Regions from separate parts of the Rattus norvegicus genome. Here region 1 is linked to region 2. The links are chromatin contacts, called in public Hi-C maps. All regions are on one chromosome and are shown on one strand. Each heading gives the region's core, a stretch centred on a gene start, on an enhancer-like site or on the middle of the called end of the contact. The rest is flanking DNA. Distances are from core to core; before and after follow the strand shown. Region 1 holds the start of Smg7 (SMG7 nonsense mediated mRNA decay factor). Region 2 holds the start of Ralgdsl1 (ral guanine nucleotide dissociation stimulator like 1).

What was found. A called contact is a pair of places that touch in the nucleus more often than the background predicts.
Region 1: a Hi-C map of prefrontal cortex shows a contact between it and region 2, with 4 times the contacts expected there. The contact joins the promoter of Smg7 here to the promoter of Ralgdsl1 in region 2. A contact is called at or near these places in 7 of 12 Hi-C or Micro-C datasets (Schwann cells, frontal cortex, kidney and 4 more) and 1 of 1 datasets of contacts at active chromatin or transcription factors (oligodendrocytes).

Annotation. Positions count from the first base shown.
Region 1 is chr13:67,598,035-67,602,300 of GRCr8, reverse strand. It overlaps Smg7 (SMG7 nonsense mediated mRNA decay factor), which reads left to right and starts at 1,864. Exons shown (of 24, transcript NM_001415740.1): 1 at 1,864-2,000. LOC134481570 (a long non-coding RNA gene) reads right to left here and starts at 1,196. Exons shown (of 2, transcript XR_010057226.1): 1 at 862-1,196; 2 at 1-44.
Region 2 is chr13:67,451,757-67,456,187 of GRCr8, reverse strand. It overlaps Ralgdsl1 (ral guanine nucleotide dissociation stimulator like 1), which reads left to right and starts at 2,169. Exons shown (of 19, transcript NM_001105957.2): 1 at 2,169-2,557. Arpc5 (actin related protein 2/3 complex, subunit 5) reads right to left here and starts at 1,809. Exons shown (of 4, transcript NM_001025717.1): 1 at 1,605-1,809. The coding sequence starts at 1,747.

The DNA.
Region 1 (4,266 bases), core at 615-3,114, 150 kb before region 2:
AGGTTAACAGGCGTTGGATTCAGAGAAAGACCTGGAAAGCGATTCTTTAGGCAGCATGGAATAAAACAGAAGAAATCAGGTACCCAAATCAGAACCAAGATCCCATTGAATTGCTGATTTTAACTATATAGTGAGGGCTGCATTATTGGATCTTATTCTAAAACATTTTAGGATAGCTGCTTATATAATTTTTCAGTATCAATTGAAAATAAAATCTGTAAAATGTCAATAACTACTTCACTCCGTCAGAATGACTTGTTCTACATGACTCCACATCATCACGATCCATTATTTCTATTTTAATCCTAAACCTGACACAAGATACTTAAAATATTCGTTCTCAAAATGGAAAATTATTTTTCTTAGACTCCCTCATGCTGATAAATCTAGGTACTTAATTTTAAAAAAAGAAGTGGCAAGTTCTAAAACACTGCAGATGTCTTTGAGATCAACCTTCGAAGACGAAGCGTCATTTCTCACTGAGGTACCTCTGGAAAGAACGTCAACAGCCTTTCTGATCGCTCTCAATTCTAAATGCCTAAGAACTGCTTGTTAGATTCCTAGGCTTCTCAGCTCTCACTGAATCTCCTCCCGGAGGTCTCTCAGGTGATGTCGAGTAGGAATTAAGCAAGGGTCGACCGCCTAGGAAAAGTCGAACAGTCTCGACTGCTGGAGCCGCATCTAGCCTGTTCCTTGCCAGTCTCTTCCTTTAGGGACCGTCCTGGCGGAATCCCGCCTCCCCGCCTCAAGCAGTTGTGGGGAAGCCCCTTCCCTTTCCTCGCACCCTGACTTTGTAGTATCGCCCCCGCTTTCTCGCTCCAACCCACCACCCGCCAGTCTTCATAACCTGCGTTTCATAACCTGCGTTTCCTTCTCGGGCCGGGTCCTCTCACCACCCGGCTCTGGGAGAAAACTATGGAGGTGGTTTTCACCCTTGGAAGGTTGGAAATGCCCAGAATGAATGCCTCCGGGTCTCCCCCAAATTTTGCTGGGAGAGTAAGGGAAGAAACGGACTTTCCTGCTCGGATAACAATCTCGACTCCCAGCCTTTTAAAAAGGCAGGGAATCCAAGCCGGGAATCCTGGGCGGTTTCCCGGGAACCCGTTTCTCCACGGGAGGGTCACCCGGCCTACACACAGCAGTTACTATGACAATACAACCACAGCCTCCAGTTTCCATGGCAGCGCCCAGCCCAATCTGATTGGTTTTCCTTTCTATTTCTCCATGGGCTCCGCCCTATGCCCCTCCAACTCTCTTCTGGAGTGCTTGGGGAGGGGCAGCTGAGAGGAGGGAGGCCTTTGCGTCACTCTCCGGCGCGCGAGGGAAGACAAGAATCGAGGAATTGGCGGGCGGAACTGTAGGAGGAAGGGGTGGCGTTTCCGGTGGGGAAAAGTGGAGGAAAGGAAAAAGGAAGCGAGAAGTGGGTGGGTGGAAGGGCGGAAGGCTTTGAGTGTAACTCCCGGCTGATTTGGGCTCGATGTTGGCGGTGAGCTTGGGGTTGCCCCCTCGCACGGGAGGAGAAGGACGGATCATTAGGAAGCCTCCAGGCGCTATCACCAGACTTCTCAGCCGGCGCGCAGGCGCCACACAACTTGCTGATCCCAAAAGGGAGAGATATAGAGTAGCGGAAACCACCCAGAGGGACCGGCAGTGCTAAAGTCTCGCGAGAGCGAACCGGACTTCCTTCCTCTGGTTCTCCCTCCTCTTCCCCCGCCCCCTTCCCTTCTCCCTCCTCTTCCCCCCCTCCCGAGCCGGAGCGTCCCTGTGTCCCACAGGCCAGAGCCGCAGCTAGAGCAGCTTTCCCCACTCCCTCCCCCTCGCCTCACTCACTCCCCCCCACCCCGCGCCGAGCGAGGAGGAGTCGGAGGAGAGGAAGATGGCGGCGGCCGCCAGCACCCGCGGGGCCGCGGGGCCGCTCCGAGGAGCCTGAAAGACCCACGGAGGCTTCGTGGCGAGACGCGGCGGCGGAGGATGAGCCTGCAGAGCGCGCAGTATCTCCGGTGAGTGCCGAAGCCCGGCCGAGGTGTTGTGGGGACGGGAGGAGGCTTGGGGGGGCCAGAAACAGCGGACTCCCGAGGCAGTGGGGGAGTTGCAGCGTCCTTCTGTCCCCGGGCCGGGAGGCGCGGGCTGAGCGGGCAGCTGCGGGAGGGGGCGGGCACACACATGGCTGCCTGGCCCTCGCCGGGCGAGCTGAGCTCTGGTGAAGCCGGCGATGAGCGGAGGGAGGTTGGGGAAGCGTGAGAGAGAACGTGTGCGCGCGCGCGCCTGCCTGTGCTCTCAGGCTGCGGGCCGGGGTAGGGAGAGGCACCCCGAGAGCAGGCAGCGATCCGGAGTAGAGGTGGGTGTGAAGGGGTCTGGAGCCTTCAGCCGGGGAAACGTGGTGTGCTGGCTGGAGCGATGCATGCGGAGAGTGGAGGATGGAAGTCGGCACACCTGGGGGCTGGGAGGGTGCAGACTGGAGGGCAAATTAGAGGAGGGGGAGCCCGCAGGAAACGCGAGCTTGTTCTTTTATCGCGGGTTGGGAGTAGGGGAAATAATGCCTTCTGTCGTTAGTTGGAGGGGTAGGGGAACCCGAAAAGGGGGGAAATGGATGGGGAAACGAGGAAAGAGGGAGGTGCTATGAACAAGGTGATGTTCTCGAAAGAAACTGTAGTTGGAAGATACCATTCTGAGAGCCGTGTGCATTCATTAGGTGCGATGTAAGGAACTTGTATGAAGGAGATAGAGTGACGCATGGATACTGGTGTTGCGCGTGTGTGAGTGTGTGTCTAGCGTAAGGGAGGGAAGCAGGGATTGATACACACTTAAAGAAGGCTCACATGTATTGACATGATGTCGAGAACATTTTGAATAGGAAGACAGCAGCTGTTGTGTAGTCAGAATAGTTTGGTGGATTCTGAGTGAGGGATTGGGGAAAACACCTTGATGACAAAGGAAAATAAGGTTAGCACCTGAGATTAATTGAGGAGCTGCAAAGACTCAGAAACTTAAAAACTGGGCCTTTTTGTCTTTCAAGAACGATTTTTTTTTTAAAGGGAGGTATGGAGAAATGCTTTTCAAACATTATTTCATACCTTGTGGAGAAGGGAATTGAATGGGTGGATAATGGAATGATGAGAGTTACTTCAGCTGTTTAGAGATTAGTGATGTGGAAGAGTCCATGTGTTAGAGTGGTCCCACATATATTTATATTGCAAGAGAAAGTATGTTGTTCTGTGGTAGACAGAGTGGCTGTTCTGTCATTGAAAGAAGTTATTCATTACACTGAGAGGATGATGGGATCTGTGAATCTTTGATTTGTGAGTTTAGCACAATATGTATGCCTGATATTGTAAGTTGATACCCTCTTTTTTCTTCTGTTACCCTTATTAGTACATTAAACTTTACAGTGAGCTATGAATATAGGTGCAGTAGACAGAAATAGAAACTACCAGGACAGTTCTTAATCTTAAGGAATTTGCATCATAATATCCAATAGGTGAGTAAATTAATAGCACAGACTAATGTAATTATCACCACAAAAAGGTACCATATTGATGAGTCCTAGATGACCTGAGCAGTGGAGGGAAATCAGGAAAGACTCTCTTTGTTCATCTGCTCATTTATACTCCTATGATTCATCGGTTGTTTGGTTGATCACCTGTACGTAAGGCATTGTACCAACTGCTAAGAATAGAAAGTAAGAACTCCACCCTCTTACAGAACTTACAAGTTTGTTAGGTTTTAAAAGAAAAGAACACTTAAACTCTTAGGATGGACAGTCTTCTGACAGCCGTGAATTAAGAAAGAGAGATTGTAAACGGAAGGACATGGGTAATAAGGAAATGGAGGGAGAGTGGTGCTAAGTTAGGCAGTAGTGCTGGGGGGCATACAACTGGAAAGCTTGAATGGAGTTTAACTTGGTTCTTTTATAGATTAGGAAGGTGAATCCAAAGAAGTTACTGAGCATCTTATGGCTGGTGTGTAAAAACAGACTCAAATGTTTGCTTGTCTTGGAGCTTCATGTCAGCGTTCTGTGCTGCCTGACTATGCTCATTCTTTGCCCAAGTGTGAATGGAGGGCTTTCTATATTCTAGGAGCTGAGTCTCACTGGTGAGCAGAAGGGTGAGCATGGGAGAGTAGGTCTTGATAGAAAGTCAGTAAACATGAGCAGATAAATACACAATAAGGTCCTTTGAAATGATAGAAGGGAAAATAAGGGCATGTGCTTTTATGTAAGCACAGGAAAACCTATTCTGTAATTCGATGCTAAAAGGGTCTTAAAAA
Region 2 (4,431 bases), core at 920-3,419:
CTGGAAAACAAGCCTAAACTTGATACTGAAACTACACTGTGTATTAACTGAGGTGCTGGCAGATTACTCTGGCAATCAGAGTGGGACAGGCCGTGATAGCTGCATATTGATGAACAGGGCTCCAGATGATGTAATAACCCACACGACCTGTAGGTGGCAGCTTACTTTATTTCCTACAGGTTATTCAAACTGGGCTGGACCCTCCATACCTACTTCGTACTGAAAGCACTAATGAGTTAGCAAGCACGGGAAACGGAAGGCCAATCAGACTGTCAGAAAAGACAGTCATTTCCCTAAAAGGAGAACCAGAGTCACTTGTTCCTCCATCTGTAGTACCCAACCGGGGCTGCCGCTCCTAGTTATAACCAGAGACAGTACCTTTATATTTGGATAAGATGGATTGATGAAAAGGTAGACTGAATTAATAATGGATACAGTCATAATAATCACCAGAAATTACCTAAAATACATTAGTTTAATAAAATATCATATCCACCATAAAGATTTCTTTAAACGAAGAATAAACTCACCACTTCTGTGGAAAAGGTCTAATAAAAATTATCTACAGTTAGTGATAAACTACTGTCAAGCCTGCATAGTCTCTTAAAGAACACTTTTTAAAGAAAAAAATCCCAAGTATTTTAATAAATAAATTAGTAGCAACCAATGTGGAAGTAGTGGTAATGAAAGTTAAACGTATATGGCACATATATGTATATATTCGATGCTGTGGTTACCACTAAATATTTCTGCTTACTTCTTCATCATAATCTAGTAGAAAATCGATGAGGGAGATATGTATCTACAGACTTAATGAATACGAGTTTTCTAAAGCTCCAATTTGGGGTTTTGTGACATTTCTATTTTTCTAAGGGATCAATGCAAATGATTTTCAAGGTTATGAATATTCAGATATGCAAACCAAGGAACCAGGAACTGACAGCCATATTTTAACTAGCCTGGAAACAATTTCAGAAAAACGATTTTGATTTATAGAAGTGACTCATTCTCTGCTTTATTCACTGGGGTTCATCTTAAATTATTCCCAGGGATTCTCTACATGCATTCCCTATCCTTTTCCTAGTAGCCTTTTCTTAGCAGGTGAAAGGCTCAAAGCCTTACCTGGGAATTTTGGATTAGAAAACTCCCTTCAGCCTGTTCATAAATTATATGCAACCTTGCCCAAACCCTCTTCTTTTAATAAATAACACTGCTGATGGAAAAAGCTCATGGGCTGAATGTACGGAGGGCCTCAATTTGTTCCATCTCTCCTGGCTAGAATAAACTATGCCCGCTCCGCAAATCACACACACCCGACAGAATAGCAAGACTCCAGGCGGGACCCGTGTCCCCACCGGGCAGGAATTTTTGGAGCTCAGGTGCCCACTAGGGCGTCATCCGGTGCCCCCCCGAGAGGGTGCGGCCGCTTAGGACAGCGCACCTGAGGAATCGGGGCGCCGGCAAGTTCGCAGGCGCGGCCGCGGGGTGCAGGCGGCCTGATAGCCCCGGGACCTCCTGCCCTCCGTCCCCACCTAGAGCCGGGCACAGCTGGCCGCGTGTCCCCGTGTCCCCGCAACCCCAGGCCGCCGCGAGCGTAAGGATATTGCCGTAGGCATGAGTCCACCTCGCCCTCGTCGGGCCCGGCCTGGCCATCGCCGCCGTCCTCCTCGTCCACGAACTTGTTCTCATCATATTCGTCCACGTCCACCTTCCGGAAGCGGGCCGACGACACCGTGTTCTTCGACATCCCGGATCGCGATGCAACTCTGGCCTCCCCTCCGCGGTGCCTCTTCTTCAGCGAGCCTAGCCTTGTCCGACTCACTTCCCTCTTCCGCTCTGGGGCGTCGCCGGCAGCCGCTGCTTGCTCGCTTCTGGGCCTGCGCGCTAGCCGGCGCGGCTTCCTCCTCAGCTTCCAGCCATCCTTCAGCCCCCGCTCCGCCCCCGCGTCCCCCGGGAGCGCGCGTCGGCCAGGGAGCGCGCGGGACGCACGGCGCACGCGCGGGCCCGCTGCAGGAAAGGGGCGGGGTTGGAGGGAGAGAGGCGGGGGCGGCGGGCGGACAGAAAGCGGGCTGAGGCGGAGCGGGAGACTTGATTGGCCGCCGGGGAGCGTCACGTGACACCCGGGAGGTTCCCATAGAAACGCTTTTCTGCGGTCCAGCCTTGCGGGGGGTCTTGGGCTGGAGGCTATGGGCACTTGGGGCGCGTGGCCTGGAGTGCTGCCGCCGTCGGTGCCAGCCGCTTGTTGTTGGGGTCCGGTGTGAAGTGTGGGTGGTCGGACTTAAGCGTGGGGTGGGATGGACTGGCTGCAGAACCTAGTCCCCTGCAGTCAGCGGGAGAATGAGGCGGAGTGATGCCCAGCACGAAACTAGTGATCGGAGCCCTCCATTCGGACCGAGCGCCGCCGGGGGCTGCGTTCCAGAGCTGAGAGCCCCTTCCGGGGCTTGGGATCTTGGCACGCTGTCGGTGGGAGGTCCCCAAGGACGGAGTCGAAAGGTCACTTCTTACCTGTCAGTGCTGGGGGACAGCATCGCGGCCGGACCTGCAGAATCTCAACTCGGTATTCTCTCCATCTGGAGGGAGGGAAAAGATGCTTGGGCCGGGGCTGGGGACGGGTAGCGAAATTGGGGCAAACTTGTAGCATTTTCTAGAATCAGTCATCACATCTTAAAATAAGTAGTTATTTGGAGCAAGAATGCCAGAAGAGGGTGGGCGAGTTAGGCTTTTCAGCGCTGGCGCTGAGGGAAAATAGCGTGTGCAAGGATTAATAGAAACTGGACTTTCAAGGTTGTTATTTATTGTTTAAGGCACGCCAGATCAGCTTTTTTGCGATATTCCACATTCCCGTCAGAGGCACTAAGATTAAACAAATAATAGCTGTGCTCTGTGCATTATACTGTCGTACACGTATTTACAAAATAAAATTAATTCAGACACTTGGCTATGCTCTGCTTAGATGCAGATCTACCTGGTTTCACAAACAGCAGAAGGCTGGATGTCATCCTGTTGAGTTACCTCGTTTGTTGTGCAGTACTGAAAAAGAGCACTGGGCTTGGGATCAGAAAGCAGTGGCTGAGTTTCGACTTTTTTGCTCTCATAATCTGCGAGATTGAGGCACGTTGCTTAAAATTTGGAACCTCGGATTTCTTATTGCCAAAATTGGGCTAATGTGCTTTTCCCAAGAATGCCCCCAGGGTTCAATTCGCAGAAATACTTAAAAAAGACTCTAAAATTCTGCGTATATGTGCAATGTGTTTATTGGTTATGTAGCACAAGCTTCTCAAATTACCTAATGATAGGTTATGTTTTATCTTGCTGGTGAACGAGATTCCCAAGATTCTGGAGGGTTGAGCCTATTTTTCTTATGTATCTTTTTTCATAATTTTTCATAAAACTAGGTATTCAGAAGGTAGTCAGTGAATGCTTGATGAATTAGTGAGATATCAAAGAATCAAACTGGTGATAGAGAATCAGTCCAAAGGAGAACGATCTCAAAAGGAGAAAGATGTGCATGTGTGTGTATGTCTTTCTGTAGAGAGAGCACTGTATGTGAATCCCTTTTCCGTGTGAAGAAGCAATGTGGCACCCCCTCTAGGTATATCATTCAGTTGATAGAAATGACATTTCTTTGATTAACACTCACGGTGTGAGCTAGTAAAAAGCTCTCATGCCTTACGACAGCAAAGGAGAAATTTCTGCCTGCCAGCAGCACTTACTTTAAAAGTCTCCTGCTGAAGTACAAGAACATTGTTATGGTGATGGCATTATGTAACTTAGGATAAAGATTTGTTTAAATTCTTTTTTCTGTTTCAGTTTTGTGTAACTTCCCACAAAAGGTGCATAACATGCTCTTTTAGATGTTAAAGCAGACTGTACTTTTTGTTCTTTTAAATTGAGATTTTCTTTGAAGAGAAAATTAAACACTAGATGCACTGTTGAGTATAGACAGAAAGGAGGATTCAAGAGCTGACACAGCCCTTTCTCAAGCCCTAGTTTTTCCTTTTGTCTTACTCGGAGACACACACACACACACACACACACACACACACACACACACACACACACACACTTGGTCTCTTTAGAACTGGGGAAGAATCCTGAGATAGAAAACAACTTAATGGAACAGTGAAAAATAAAAAAATATTAGTTGTTCAAGGATGTAATTATCTTGATTGCATAGAATTTTGGTCTTCGTGTGGATTGTGTTAAACTTGGCAGTTTTTTTGTTTGTTTGTTTTGTTTTTTTTAATACTGCCTCGCAGTGCTTAGGATGTGGTTATTTTCCAGTTAGAAAAGGTCTAGTATTCTACTCTCTTGAAGATTTTATATTTTTACTGTTACCTATGATACTTCATCACCATCTTAGGCAATTCTATTTTCTTTGGACTTTTCCAAGTGAATAGTTTCATCTTATATAAAGGATTTGCTTGGCTT